Linked DNA regions of Mus musculus: region 1 is linked to region 2. A link is a contact called in public promoter capture Hi-C data. All regions are on one chromosome and are shown on one strand. Each heading gives the region's core, a stretch centred on a gene start, on an enhancer-like site or on the middle of the called end of the contact. The rest is flanking DNA. Distances are from core to core; before and after follow the strand shown. Region 1 overlaps Gnai3 (guanine nucleotide binding protein (G protein), alpha inhibiting 3). Region 2 holds the start of Gstm7 (glutathione S-transferase, mu 7).

What was found. Promoter capture Hi-C pulls out the DNA fragments that hold promoters and counts their contacts.
Region 1: a contact with region 2 is called in a promoter capture Hi-C map of liver, with 3 times the contacts expected there. The contact joins the enhancer-like site here to the promoter of Gstm7 in region 2. A contact is called at or near these places in 14 of 39 promoter capture datasets (the 3T3-L1 cell line, the C10 cell line, cranial neural crest and 8 more), 3 of 484 Hi-C or Micro-C datasets (bone marrow-derived macrophages and liver), 1 of 115 datasets of contacts at active chromatin or transcription factors (embryonic stem cells) and 3 of 9 other capture datasets (adipose tissue, liver and pancreatic islet).

Annotation. Positions count from the first base shown.
Region 1 is chr3:108,110,243-108,116,924 of GRCm38.p6, forward strand. It overlaps Gnai3 (guanine nucleotide binding protein (G protein), alpha inhibiting 3), which reads right to left. Exons shown (of 9, transcript NM_010306.3): 5 at 5,521-5,649; 6 at 2,231-2,360; 7 at 1,693-1,846. Among named protein-coding and RNA genes, the nearest start is that of Gnat2, 21 kb to the left of the region's middle. Within about 2 kb of position 3,944, at least 21 of the 459 cell types and tissues checked have an H3K27ac peak or open chromatin away from gene starts, as enhancers often do. A contact at or near this core is called in adipose tissue and liver, where this site is marked.
Region 2 is chr3:107,929,840-107,937,150 of GRCm38.p6, forward strand. It overlaps Gstm7 (glutathione S-transferase, mu 7), which reads right to left and starts at 1,978. Exons shown (of 8, transcript NM_026672.3): 1 at 1,780-1,978; 2 at 1,476-1,551; 3 at 989-1,053; 4 at 634-715; 5 at 435-535. The coding sequence starts at 1,815.

The DNA of each region.
Region 1 (6,682 bases), core at 2,694-5,193, 180 kb after region 2:
CGTCAAGGACACTGTCAAAACAATGTACACTGTTTTCATAAACCAGAGCCTATTTTGGGTGAGATCAAGCATGGCAAGAAATATCAAGTAAGTACATAAAGAAGCCTGGGAGAAAGAAAGAACACATGAAATACAGAACTAAAGGAAGACTACTTTGTTAGGTGCCTAGAGCTCGCAACCCCCCTCCCATCTTGGTTTTTCAAGACAGGGTTTCTCTGTGTAGTCTTCACTCTCCACAAGGCTGGCATCTTATGGGAGTCAGTTCCCTCCTGTAATCCAAGTCCAGGAGCTGAACTCAGGTCATCAGGTTTGGAGGCACGCACCTTATCCGATGGGCCACCTCACTGTCCACTCCCCTTACTTTCTAAGAGATTCTGGTTCTTTTCTTTTGTATCCTTTATAAACCTTTATTTCTCTCCTGTTGGTAGCTAGTATTTGTCTCATTTTATCGTTTCTCGCCTCATTTTATAGTCATCTCTCTGGTAACTTCATTTATCTCCAATAAGTTAATTACTGCTGTTCTCAGGTTTATACATCTAAGCTAACCTTTCCCTAAGTCCCTAGTATAAGGATCACTACCAAACAGACACTTCTATCTGGTTATTCTACAGATACTTCTAAAACAACATTCCAAAATATAAATTCAGATCATAGCAAAGTATCCAACTGAGAGACTTGAGTGAAGACACCTTTGACTTTCTAATGTTTGCTGAACCTTTCACTGTATTCTCAAAAGAAAGCAGAGTCTCAGATAGTGAGAGCCCCCATCCACGGAAACAGCTCAGAGAGTCCCCTTCTCACTCTGGCCATCTGGTCACAGCTTTCATAATGGCACAGTTCTGCCATTGTTGTCTGTGATCCCTAATTTCAAATAGCCGACTGGCCCACAGCGTTTTACCTTCTTTAGCTATAACCAGAATCTTTCCCAGAGAAACTTGAATTGGAAGTCAAGCAAACCCAGTATGACCTCATTGTTTTAATGGAAGAGACACAGAAATGGTGGCAATGCCATCCTTCATCTTATAAACTGAATAGTAAAGGACATTAGTGGGGACAGAGAAGAATAGACATGGAGCCAAGGAAAGAGACAGAGATGAAGTGACCTCCTTTAGAGGTGCCTCCCTCGCACTGGCACTGACTTCACAGTCTGACTTTCACTCCTAGCCCCACCCATATCCTTGTCCTTGGCTTTTAAGATGCCATCCTGGCTCTCACTGAAAGGTTGTATCTGCATCCGAAGGCAGTCCTTACTGCCGTCCTCACTACACTGCTGCTAGACTGCTGTTCATACACCATGTGCCCAAGGCCACTTGTCACTAGCTCGACACAGGGCCAGCCTCTCCCTGCTAGTACGTTAAATTCCACAGCTGCCACATGCCCCTTCTCCATTTCTTACATGCAACTGTCTTCTCTAAATGCCTCTATTCTGCCTAATGACTTTCATTAAAAAGTTTGTTTTTATATCTCTTTGGACATATGCCAAAATTTCATGTTTGTATTTCATTTTCCTCCAAAGTGAGGACACTGATCTCTGAAGTCACACTCGAAACTTAATGGCGTTTCTTCAGATGCTTACTGCTGCGCCCACTGTGAGTGAGTGCATGAGTCCTGCATGAGTCCTGGGGCAGCTGATGGCAGCTGGGAAGCACTGACCTACGATGCACACCTCCAACAGCACCTCACGCCCTTTACCTGTGTATTCTGGATAACAGATTGTTAATGGACTCCTCTTTATTTTTTCCTCAAAAAGGTCTTTCTTATTAAGAAAGAGAATGATTGAAGTGTCTGTAAACCATTTGTTGTTACAAATGCTGTCAAACAATTTCATGCTTTCATGCATTCGGTTCTGAAAAACAAACATGGTTATGACAGATTAGCAGCAAGAATAAAAAGCAGATTAGTTCACATACCAAGAAGTTTTAAAACAACAAACTGAATTCATGGAAATAGAGTAGGTCCTAATGTGACTTGAAGCCTAGTCAGTCCTGATTTGCATAATTCTTGGGGTAAGGGGTTAAGAAGATGACAAGATGCAATCCTGTGCACACAATGTGGCTACCAAGAGCAAATGTGCAATGGAACAAGGATTTGGGAACTCTAGCCCCACTGACAAGAAAATACAGGGCATTAAGTTTTGGTTCCGTGAGCCAGCAGTGGCACCCGTCTTCCTTGAGTCACGCTCACTTCCTAGCTGTATCAGATGGACTTTCTACCCCAATCGTCAACATACCATTTCCTCATCCTCAGCCAGAACAAGGTCGTAATCACTGAGAGCCACACAAAAGATAATTGCTGTCACTCCCTCAAAACAGTGAATCCACTTTTTTCGTTCGGATCTTTGGCCACCTACATCAAACATTCTGAGTAAGGGGAAAAAAAAAAAAGCACAGATTTAGTAATGTCACACTTATAGTTATTTCTCTCGAGACTGTCGTGGTTAGAACCTCTCCATTATCACACACTCAAACCCCATTTGTAACAAAGACAAGAAGCAAATCAATGTGTCTAAACCATTGTCAGTGGTTAAAAGTATAGGCCACAGCTGAACCTCCCCCTTTCAACACAGGTGCCAAAGTCAGCAGAGTTAAGAACTAAAAAGGACTAAAGGAAGAAGAGCTCAACAGTAAGGCTTAAGATAACGGTAGCCATGACAACTGCTATTTGTTCCGTGTTTACCATGGTGCCAGGCATTACCCTAGACCATCTGGCACTCTAAGTCCTGTCTCTATATACTTTCCATAGTCCCACTCTGACTTTTAAACTGGTTTGTTCTGAATACCCACCTTGCATCTGAGCTCAAAGTTTATTTGCCTGTGTTAATGAAAAACATATGAAGAGAATTATGGGAAAAAATTAAATTTGATATCAGGCTTTAAGAATTTGAGATCTTGTGCTAGGTTTAGGAAGAATGACTATAATCTCAGCATTTAGGAGGCTGAGCTCGAAGAACAGCAAGTTCAAGACCAGCCTGCACTACACAGCAACTGTCTTAAAAGTAACTAAGTAACCAAGTATTCCCCAACACCACCAAAGCTTGCCTGGGCCTAATCATCATCATCATCATCATCAGCAGCAGCAGCAGCAGCAGCAGCAGCAGCACGGGGGTGGGGGTGGGGGTGGGGGTGGGGGTGCGGGGAGGGAAGCTGCTCACACCCTATGTTCTAATCTGGATTTGTTTTAGTCTCCTAATTGCTAAGTTTGTACCAACAGTGTCCATCCTTACTTCCTACATTGACAGGAACAGCTGTCCTACTTTGTCTTTTAGTCAATACCTGAGTCTAGATGGGGTCAGTACTCAAATGCTCACACTCTCTCAAGATCTATATCTGATAGCAATGATAAAGCTTTTTGCTACATTGCTCTAGTGAGTGAAATCTTCAGTAGCCTGGGGTCTAAATTTGCTGAGATTTTTTTCACCCCTACAGATGAGGAGAAGGAAAGTCCACGTGATTTCCCTGTAGACCAAGAGAAGGAAAGTCCACGTGACCTCCCGAATGACGTGAGCATGCATCCTCTTTCTTCCTGACCCAACCCTTCCTTTCGGGGATCTTGCTGTTCTTTGCAACCTTTGGTCTTGCATGACAGCTAAACAGATTGGCCTTAATCCAGGGTCATGTTGTAGGCTATAGAACGGCTAACATTTCACCATAAAAATCTTACAAAGACAGGCACATTAGTACACTAATAATTCCAGTTTACATCCCCATTTTCTATAACGTCCATAAGACAAAGAGATGCTATGAAGTCCCAAAGCTGGCTTTTAGTACCTAGTAACACAGTATTATTCACTAACATCAATATTGTATAAACATTTCCTCATAACTCAAAGCAATTACACAATGCCTTGCAATACTTCAGTAAATGTTTGAATAAATGGATAGTGGTTTTGCCTAGAGAAGGAAGAGAATGAAGAGGTGACAGTACTTCATACTAAGACATCTACATGCCAAAACAAAGTACTTGTGGCACTTTAATCTTGGCTACTGATCCTGGCATGGAAAGATAGTTACCTAGCTAAAGATCAACCTATGACATCAATGAAAAATGGTTTTGGTATTTAATTAGAACTGAATTACTAATTTTTTTTTTTTTTTTTTTTTTTTGGTGTTTTTGAGACAGGGTTTCTCTGTGTAGTCCTGGCTGTCCTGGAACTCACTTTGTAGACCAGGCTGGCCTCGAACTCAGAAATCCTCCTGCCTCTGCCTCCCGAGTGCTGGGATTAAAGGCGTGCGCCACCACGCCCGGCTGAATTACTAATTTTACAGTATACAGAGACACTTCCTTCCTATGGCTTCACAGGGTAATTCGTATAGCTTCTGCGGACTTTGTTAAGTAACTTCATCAGTATTTAAGATAAGCAGCCCATTTACCCGAAACCATTCATCAGGTTTCAAATCCACTTCTTTTTGTTGGTTTGTTTGTTTTGTTTTTTCGAAACAGGGTTTCTCTGTGTAGCCCTGGCTGTCCTGGAACTCACTCTGTAGACCAGGCTGGCCTCGAACTCAGAAATCTGCCTGCCTCTGCCTCCCAAGTGCTGGGATTAAAGGCATGCCCGGCACCAGGTACTTCTTAAACACTGAACACACACTAAAGGAGAAAAGGTTACTGCTAACCTCAAAGGTTACAAACACAGAAAAAAGGAACCAAAAACAGTTTTAGTAATTTTTAAAAGACTATTAACAAAAAGAAGTGCAGAGGCTTTTTCTTGGAATTGCTGGTGCTATGAGAAAATTCTCTGCAAACACTAGAATGTCCTTTACTGTCTACGTCATCATCACCTCTCTAAAACACCTCAATCCCAGGCCTATTTTGCCCTGCACTACAAACTTAATTGAGCATGATGCTGTGCATGTACAAACCCAAGGCCCCCAAGCTTAGCTCTGGCCCATTAACCTTAACGGGAAGGGGAGCCGTCTGAGAGGAGTGGTGCTGCTAAGAAATAGTCCTGTTTTACTGTCAGCACGTCAGCACGTCAGGATGAAGCCATCTATACGTTATTTTCTACCTATTTAGTACGCTCTGATCCTTCTAGCAATAGTCAATACCTATTTGGCAACTAACAAAAGCGTGCTGAAAATGTAAACAAACACAAAATGATAATTGTATAATGAATTCTAATGGTAGGTAAACTATTATTTAATTTTACATTTAATTTTCTCTAAATACTGATGCTATCTGGAGGAGAAAAATAAATAAATGTGTGGGGTGTAATCAGATAAAACATTGAGCTAATGGCTCTTAAATATTAAGTTTCTAAACCAAGGAACACTGCTTACAAAGATCTTACCCCCAGACAGAGAGGCTAACTAAGGGGAGTCAGTAAGCCAGGCATGTGGTATACACCTGCAACCCTAGCACTCAGCAGGCAGAGGTGGAAGATGCAAACTTGAGGCCACCCTGGTCTACACAGCAAGAACTAGGTCATCCAGGTTTACATCATGAGATCTTGACTCAAAAACAAAAGCAAAAAAACTTTTGGTTCTTTGTGCCAGACCCAGGCAAGAACAGGCTATGACGTACTTGAAGTAGAGTTCCTTGAAGGTGAAGTGGGTCTCCACAATGCCTGTAGTCTTCACTCTTGTCCGAAGAACATCTTGCTGAGTTGGAATGTAGTTGGTCTGGGATATTCTATCCAAATCATTTAGGTAGCTAAATAAAATGCATATTGGTTTTTACTTGGTAAAGTCAACCATGGACATGACAAATCAACAGACCAAACTAGCAGCTTGGCAAAAGTCAATTCTGTGACTGGCTAAGTACTGGCACATGTGAGGCCTAGGTTCAATCCCAAGTGCCAACAAACAACAAACAAAGGTACCCTGAAACTCACTGAAGGGCAGAAAAATATTAAATCTTCAGTATCATAGAATGAGTGAAAAAAGTGAATCAAGTATAGGGGAAATTAATAGGTTCTACACACAGTAACAAGAATGGTTTTAAATATACCGTAAAAGCAAATTTTAAAAACATGGCAATTGTATTATTGCTAAATCTAATATGAAGTGAGCTATGCACTATAGAGCAGAAAAAACAAAATCAAACTGGGATTGTGACAAAGACCTGTAACCCTGGACCCCATGAATTCCAGGTAAGTCTGGGCTACAGAGCAAGACCCATATGAAAATAAAATAACAAAAAGTTAAAAGTTCTTGGATACTTAAATTTATGTCAGCTGCATACATAACTATTTGACAGCTTCTTAAAGAATGATACTTGATATGAAAATGAGAAGAACTACATTCAGTGAGAATATAGGTGGATATGTGAGTATAGGCTTATAAACCCAGCACCCGAGGATGCAGAGGCAAGAGGCCACATGTTTGAGACAAATCAGGAAGATACAAAGTTTCAGGCCAGCCTGGGCTATGTAACAAGACCCCATTTCAAAAAAAGGGGGAAGAGAGTAGGGGAAAGACAAAGGCTAAATCTTCACTGATTCCAGACCAAAAAAAAAAAAAAAAAGAGCAGATGCACTACTTTAAGTGTGCCATTCAGATCATCTACAAACCAAATACCACCATTAACAGAGTTGAGCTTGGATGAACAGTGACAGAGGGACCCAACTTTATAAATAACATGTAGTTTGGCGAGTCAGAGCTTACTCAATGGATGACAGAAGAAACGATTAAAAATTTACCTCTGATAGCCACTGAATTGCTTAAACTACCAGTATACGCACATA
Region 2 (7,311 bases), core at 728-3,227:
TGATCAGAGCTGAGAGATTCTAAACACAGTCTTTACTACCCAGCTACCGACACTGGACTGTGGAGTGTTTGTTCTAGTTGCTGAAGTTCATTGTAAGTGCCATTTGACAAGACTCTATGTTGGCAGGGTGTGTGTGTGTGTGTGTGTGTGTGTGTGTGTGTGTGTGTGTGTACAAGAGTGTGTGTGTACGTGCATGGAAGGTTTGGTTTTGTTTTAGTGCTTTTGATTTTGAGACAGTGTAACCAGGAAGACCGTAACCTTAGTCCTTCTGTCTCAGTCTCCATACTGTGTCACCATGACTCCGCCAGCAGTTCAGAGTATCATCTGTAGGTGAGCAGCGCTAAGACGTTAGATGCTAAGCAAACAGAGCAGATGAGAAGGCAAAGGTACAAGCTCTGGTTCCCCCACCTCATCCAGCCCAGAGCAGGACTCACAAAGTCAGCGTTGTAGCAAAGCCTCGCCAGCACCATGCGGTTGTCCATAAGCTGATTCTCCAGAATATCCACACGGATCCTTTCCTCCTCTGTCTCCCCACCTGTGAAAAACACAGCCCAGACTCACACTCAACATGCCACCCTGGCCAAGCCCAGCTGGTGGCCATCGGTCCCCACCCCTGCAGCCGGCCCCACTCACACAGGTTGTGCTTGCGGCCAAGGTAGCGCAGGATGGCATTGCTCTGCGTGATCTTGTGTGACCCATCGATCAAGTAGGGCAGCTGAATGGACAAGCATGGAGAGTCAGATGGGATATGAAATCCCAGAATCCCTTCCTTGGGTGAGGACAGACACGAGGCCTGGCACTCAGTGTGCCTGCCATGGAAAACCTTCTATGAAAATGCTGCTCACTGAACAGAGAGCTGGGATACAGCCCATCACAGAAAGATGGTGTGGACAACCAGGAATGCGAAGATGAAAGCCAAAGGACTGATCCCATCTGTATAAACAGGGACACCACCACCATCTCCACACCTCCCCTCTCCTGTACTTACGTTAGGAAAGTCCAGGCCCAGCTTGAATTTCTCATTCAGCCACTGGCTTTGGTCATAGTCAGGAGCTGTGGTGGACAAGATAATATGAAATCAAAGGACCCATGTGTTCAAACCCCTTTCCCAAGATTTTCCCAAGGGGTCAGAGACAAGACTCTCCAAAGCAGTGGACCTGCAAGCTGACTCACAAAGTCATACTGCAAGCTTGCAAGGATGAAGATGTTTGTAAGGGCTGTGAGCTTCTTCATCGCTAAAGCTTGTGAAAGATTTAGCCAATTGCTAGAAGAATGGAGCCCAGTTATAAATACAGAGTACACTCAAATCTTTCCTTAGCATCTTCCATTGGCAAATCAAACCACACCATCAAGGGTTTTGGAAGGGGCATGTTACAGCTCCAACAAAAAAGTGTCAGAGCTGAGTGATGAGGTTGGTTGCTGGGCAACAATGGACAGGAGTTGGGCAGGGATCTGACTAGAAAGGATGCAGTCACCATCACCCATGGTGTATCTCTTCTCCTCATAGCTTGAGTCTGTGTATTCCAGGAACAGGCGAATGGCATGGGCTAGCTGTAAGAGACAAGAGATGGTAAAATTCTTTACCCCTTCTACACGAGTCCTCATTCTCTGACCTAGTTTCACTATGTCCATGGATGGACCAGAACACACACACACACACACACACACACACACACACACACACACACACATACACAGCTGCAAGAGCATGCCTCCATTGACTGCACGGATCCTTGTCCCTCCTCCAAGTCCTACTCTGCATTCGGACCCCTCTCTCACCCCACGGATGTCCCAGTAACCCAGTGTCATGGGCATGGTGCCGAGGTCTGAACGGACAGGCTCAGTGTCAATCTAGCCTTGGCTGTTCAGAGAGCTGCCAGAAACGGATTGGCTTCGCTTTGTCAGGTCTTCAGACTGCCCTTCCCCACCTCCCAGTTCCAGCCAATACCGGCATCCAGGAACAAGGCCAGGGCCGCCCCCAGAGCCAAGGCTGCCTGAGCTCCATTGTTATGGTGGTGGCTTGGCTGAGTGCCAAGAGCGAAAGGCGGGGCTGGGTTTGCTAGCTTCTTATTGGTGGTGCTGGGTTTCCGCTGTAGGACTGCTATTTTCTACCCTCTAGTCTAGATGGCAGCAGCATTCCCCAGTGGTGACAGTTCGGAAGGCCTAGGACCTTGACAACTGTGTCCTGAGGGCAAAATTATCTTTTATACTGTGAATACTTAAAGAACGAAGAACTGGAAAACATGATAATACAAATATATTCATGAATGCAAAACAAATTTTTCTGATGAAATTTATTTCATTTAAGTGTGTGTGTGTGTGTGTCCTGGATCACATAGTAAATGATGTATCTGGAGTTTTTTTTCTGTTTTTTATTCTGATATAACATTAATCTTTGAAAAAATTCACAAAAGAAATGAGTGCCCACTTAATCACCTGTATACTGTAGCTGCTTCCTTGTTCGGGTGCCCTCCGCTAAACTCCGCCTTCCTTGGCTTGCCTTTCCCTCTCTCCTGATCTTCCCACCCCCTACCTTTGACTCTTTCCAGCATGAGTACAAAATCTTATAACCAAGAGTCATTTCATTTTCTTTCCCACTAACACCATGCCGGGGATGCGTGAGACCCTGGAGTAGCTGTGATTGATAATCACCTCTGCCGTGCTGCTTCCTGGCCAGGCTTGCACTTGGACCTGTGACTTCTGACAATTGACGGAACATGTTTCTCTTTACAGAGCCTTGAAAGCCTTGTGCCCAATTCCCGAGGAACAAGTGTTCTTTGTCTTATGTTTCTTTTTTATCCTTTTCTCTTTTGCGATGGCTTTAGAGGTTGGCCTTGGGACCCTGTGTAACCCAGGCTGGTCTTGGATTAGGCTCAGTTCTCCTGTCTCAGCTCCCGAGTGCTAAGATTAAGGACATGGAGTGCCACACCTGTCTCTTTTAGGAAGCACCGCCAACTCACTCAGATCTCAACTCTTTTAAACACGTTTTATGTTTATGTTGGTTTCATTTGGTTGTGTTAAAATGTAGCTGAGGGTGAGGAAACCTGCCTTAGTTTGAGATAGCATTGCTCTGATTTTTTTCGACCAACTTTTATTAATGTCTGATCTCAGTGACATTGTGGGGTGGGCAAGTTTCCAGCCACAAGGTACCCTTCATGTTCTAGAGACCCGGTGAAGGCTGCCTGCACTGGGAGGTGTCCTTCTTAGTCCGCTTGGACCCCTGTGAACCAGGCTCTATTAGGGTCTCCAGACAGTCCTTAGAGGCAATAGTGAAAGCTGGAATGGCAGTCAAAGCAAGTGTGACTCAAGCCTTATGGGGACCAGACAGGCTCCCATATGCAGAGACCTCACTGGGGTATACTGCAGATAAGACCTGCCTCTGTTACACACGTGTTGCAAGTACAGAGCCTAAAGATGATGGGCTCCCCCAGCTCCTCAGCACAGCACAGCACAGTCACTGCTGGACAGGACAGTGAAGCCAACTTCAGGGACGGCCACTTCAGGAGGCCACTGAGTTGAAGGAAAAGGAGCTGGGGCAAGAATGGGGCAGGGATTAGGGAACAGCAAGATGGTGCCAGAGTAGCAGGGGGATGACTGCGACTGAGACTTTAGGGCTCCCATTCTGTCCCCTCTCTGCCTGTCTTCCCACAGGACACCCTGCCACTCCTTGCCTTCACAGACACGACCATTTCTCACAGGGAACATCCTTGCTGGTTTACACAGAAACGTCCTGTAACCAGACAAAGACGTCCATGACAGGCCAGTGCAGCAGGACAGAGAGCCCAGACCTGAGCCAGGGACCCAGCAAACCCAGGATCAAATGCACAAGGGGAGGAGGGCCAGCTAAGGATGCTGAGCCAGCTCTAATTGTTCTCTTGCAAGTAGAGGTCCAACCCGCTCTCTGTGGAGCCTCAGGTCAATCTCACTGAGTCCCAAAGCTGCCTCATATCCAGCCCTGCTCCATGGGGCCATGCAAAGAGACACTGGGAGTGTTTGTTCCATCTTACCAGGAGAGCCTGCTCAGATAATTTCTGCAGGGTTCAGAGACCTACTGCTGAGGGTTATCAAGAAACCAGGTACAGTGGGCCTTGGGCTGCAGCCCTCAGCTCTCCAGTTCATCCCTCTCATAGCCATAGGAAGCTTTGCACAGCCACCAATGCTATGATTCCTGCAACAGAACCAGAGCCAAAGAGAATCTGAGAAAGAGGAGCATTTGATGTAGAAAAGACTCCAGACTGCAAACCTGTTGTGCTGGTGCCTCCAGTCCCCTACTGTCTAACAGAGTAGCTTCTGTGTGTATCAAGCGGACTCTGGGGGACCCAGGGCTGTGGAAGTAAAAGTTACTGTGATTGCCGGTAGCCAGGAGGGGCCATGACTTGCATGCCTCTTGCTCTCTGCTGGACTGAGTCACTGGATGGAAAGTCACCCACACAGCTCAATGTGCTTCACACATAGATAATCACCGAGTACCAATGAGAATACATAATCCCATCTCCCAGGTAAAAAACCAGACACCCAGAGAACGGAGAAGGAGCGCTTGAGAGGGAAGGAAACTGCCCCATTTAATGTCAGGATTGCAGTCTGCCAACTAGGGAGCTGGAGAGACGGTTCAGTGGTTAAGAGCGGTTGCTAGACAACCATGAGGACCTGAGTTCTGATCCCGGTGTCCACGTAGCAAGCTAGGCATAGGTTCAGCCCACATGTAGCCATAGCATTGAGGAGTGGAGACAGGAGCATGGCTGGAGCTTGCTGGCTAAAAGTCCATCTGAAATATGAGCTGGGCTACCAGATTCAGGTAGAGACCCTAAGGTGGAAAGTGGTAGAGAATCCCTGACAGCTTGACGAACCTCCCTGTGTGTGTGTGTGTGTGTGTGTGTGTGTGTGTGTGTGTGTGTGTGTGTGTGTGTGTGTGTGTGCGTGCGCGCATGTCTTCTACATGTCTGCTCAAATCTAGCACCAACTATATCCCCTGGGTCTCTGTTTCTCCCATTGGGGATTTAAGTCACTAAGGTAGTCTGCAGAGGGAATATGAATAGTGTCTTGTGATCCTTCATCTCAGCCCTTTAATTCAACTTCCTAAGGCCCTCGGCTGACATGTTCACCCCTCCCAAGGATCCTGGAGTGGGAAACACAGCCTATGCAATGACCTGAGTCCTCTCTTTTGGTTCAAAACAGGGGTATTCACAACCTGCTAGCCTCAGACTTCAGAGACCAACAGAGAAGTCCTGCACAGCTATCACTAGTACCAGGTTCTCAAGCAAGTGACTGAATCTCTACAGTTGGCTTCCTTATCTGACCAGTGGGACAGGTAACTCTATCTGCCTTGTGGAAATGTTCTTATGATTCATTTGACCCCAGGTTGTAGGATGTGAGCACCCCGTCCTGGAATAAAGCGATCAATGGTCATAGTTATTTTTCCTTTTGGCTCTAGATTTAGGAACAAATTGTGGAAAGAGATTCAGAGAGAAAGTATCCACTTGAGAAGAGAAGTGGTGCTCTTGGGACTGGAATGCATACAGAGGTCTGGTTTCCCTGTGCTTCTGCCGCCGACTTCTTCACTAATGTCAGAACCAGCATTTCGAGGCTTCCATGAATCATGGACTGAGTCAGAATCTCAGATGTGAGACAGGTTTGGGTTTTTTTTTTTTTTTTTTTTTTTTTTTTCACTATTTTGGCTTAAGCTCACACATGGGCAGCCCACACAATAATAGCAGACATTTAGTTCTTCACCTCAGATAAACCCAGGGTTTGGCCACAATCTCCCACAACCTGCCATCAGCCCAGTCACACATACTATTCTTGGTACTCTGTAGCACAAGATGGTGCCATTTTAGATGCTCCTGTGAGTGCCTGAGCAAACTATACTTCTATGCCTCACCTGCATAGAGGACCTTCCTGCCTTGGTTTTAGCTTGCTTTCTCTCTCTCTCTCTCTTTCTCCTTTCCATACTTGAATTATAACTTCATCTAAGGACAGGGTCGTCAGGTAGAACACATGGGTAGGGAGTTTGTCTCTCCCTCCCCCGAGGGCCCTTCCAGACAGCATAGTCCTAAACAGAGGACTTCAAGTAACCACTTTCCTATCACAAATTAACTAAGCCCTCTGTTCTTCCAAAAGCCCTTATCCAGAAATGTCCTTGGGACTTTTCAAAAAGAGATACAAACCCACACAATCTCCTTTAGTTTAGTTGGGTGGTATCAGCTGACCTTGAACCCACTTTCTCCTATCACATCATTCTCCCTCCCAGTTGTTCTCACGGGGCACCTTAGAGAACAAGCCTGCAACTTCGGACCTCACCATGCTGTGCTTCCTCCCTTCCCTCGGGTGTTGATAAGGCTTTTGCCTGAAGGGTAATTTGACTCAATACTTTTCTCTTGAGCCCAACAAAAAGGAAGCACCCTGGTGAATGGAGGAACCACAGATGGAATAAGGCTGAGACCCTGAAAGACTCCCTGGAGCTGCCCAGCCCCCTGGACTCTCCCCGTGAGAGAAGATGAACTGGGGACAGGCCCTTGCAGATGTATAGTTTGGGGCTCCTTCATGTCACATTCTCTGCCTCTTAGCCATCAAGACGTGAAATCAGTCTCTGCCATACACCTTGACAATCATAATATTCTGCCTAAGCACATGAGACCACACACACATATATACATATACACATAGTGTGTAAGTGTGTGTGTGTGTGCGCGCGCGTGCACGCTCGCGTGCGCATGTGTGCCTGGGTTTGCTTGCATGTGGAGGGCAGCAGTTGATATCAGGTGTCTTCCTCAAGCTCTCTCTTCCTTACTTTTTGAGACAAGATCTCTCACTGAGCCAGGCTCTCATTGGTTTAGCTAAGCTGTCTATAGAGTAAGTTCAGAGAGTTTCCATTGCCCCAGCTCAGGGATAATAAATTCATATCACAACACTTGGCTTGATCTATGCAAAGGACTAAACTCGTGTGTTTGCGCTTGCATGGCACACAAGTACTTTATAGACTGAGTCACATCCGCATCTTTTCCTGGTTCTTTTTAGTACTTCTGTTGGCTGTCAAACGCCATGTGAATGAATCCAAACATGCACACTCAGCTAGGAACTATTGAAACGTATTGGGAAGTATTTTTCTAACTTCTGATATAGAATGATACTAGTATTAGTCTGGTTTAATATTTCTGCCTACTTAACCTTTATATACTTCTATTAACTTACCTTTTTCCTGATTTTTTGTTGCATTTATGTCTAAGTTGGTGTTTAATAAAGGTCAGTGTCTTAGTCAGGGTTTCTATTCCTGCACAAACATCATGACCAAGAAGCAAGTTGGGAAGGAATGGG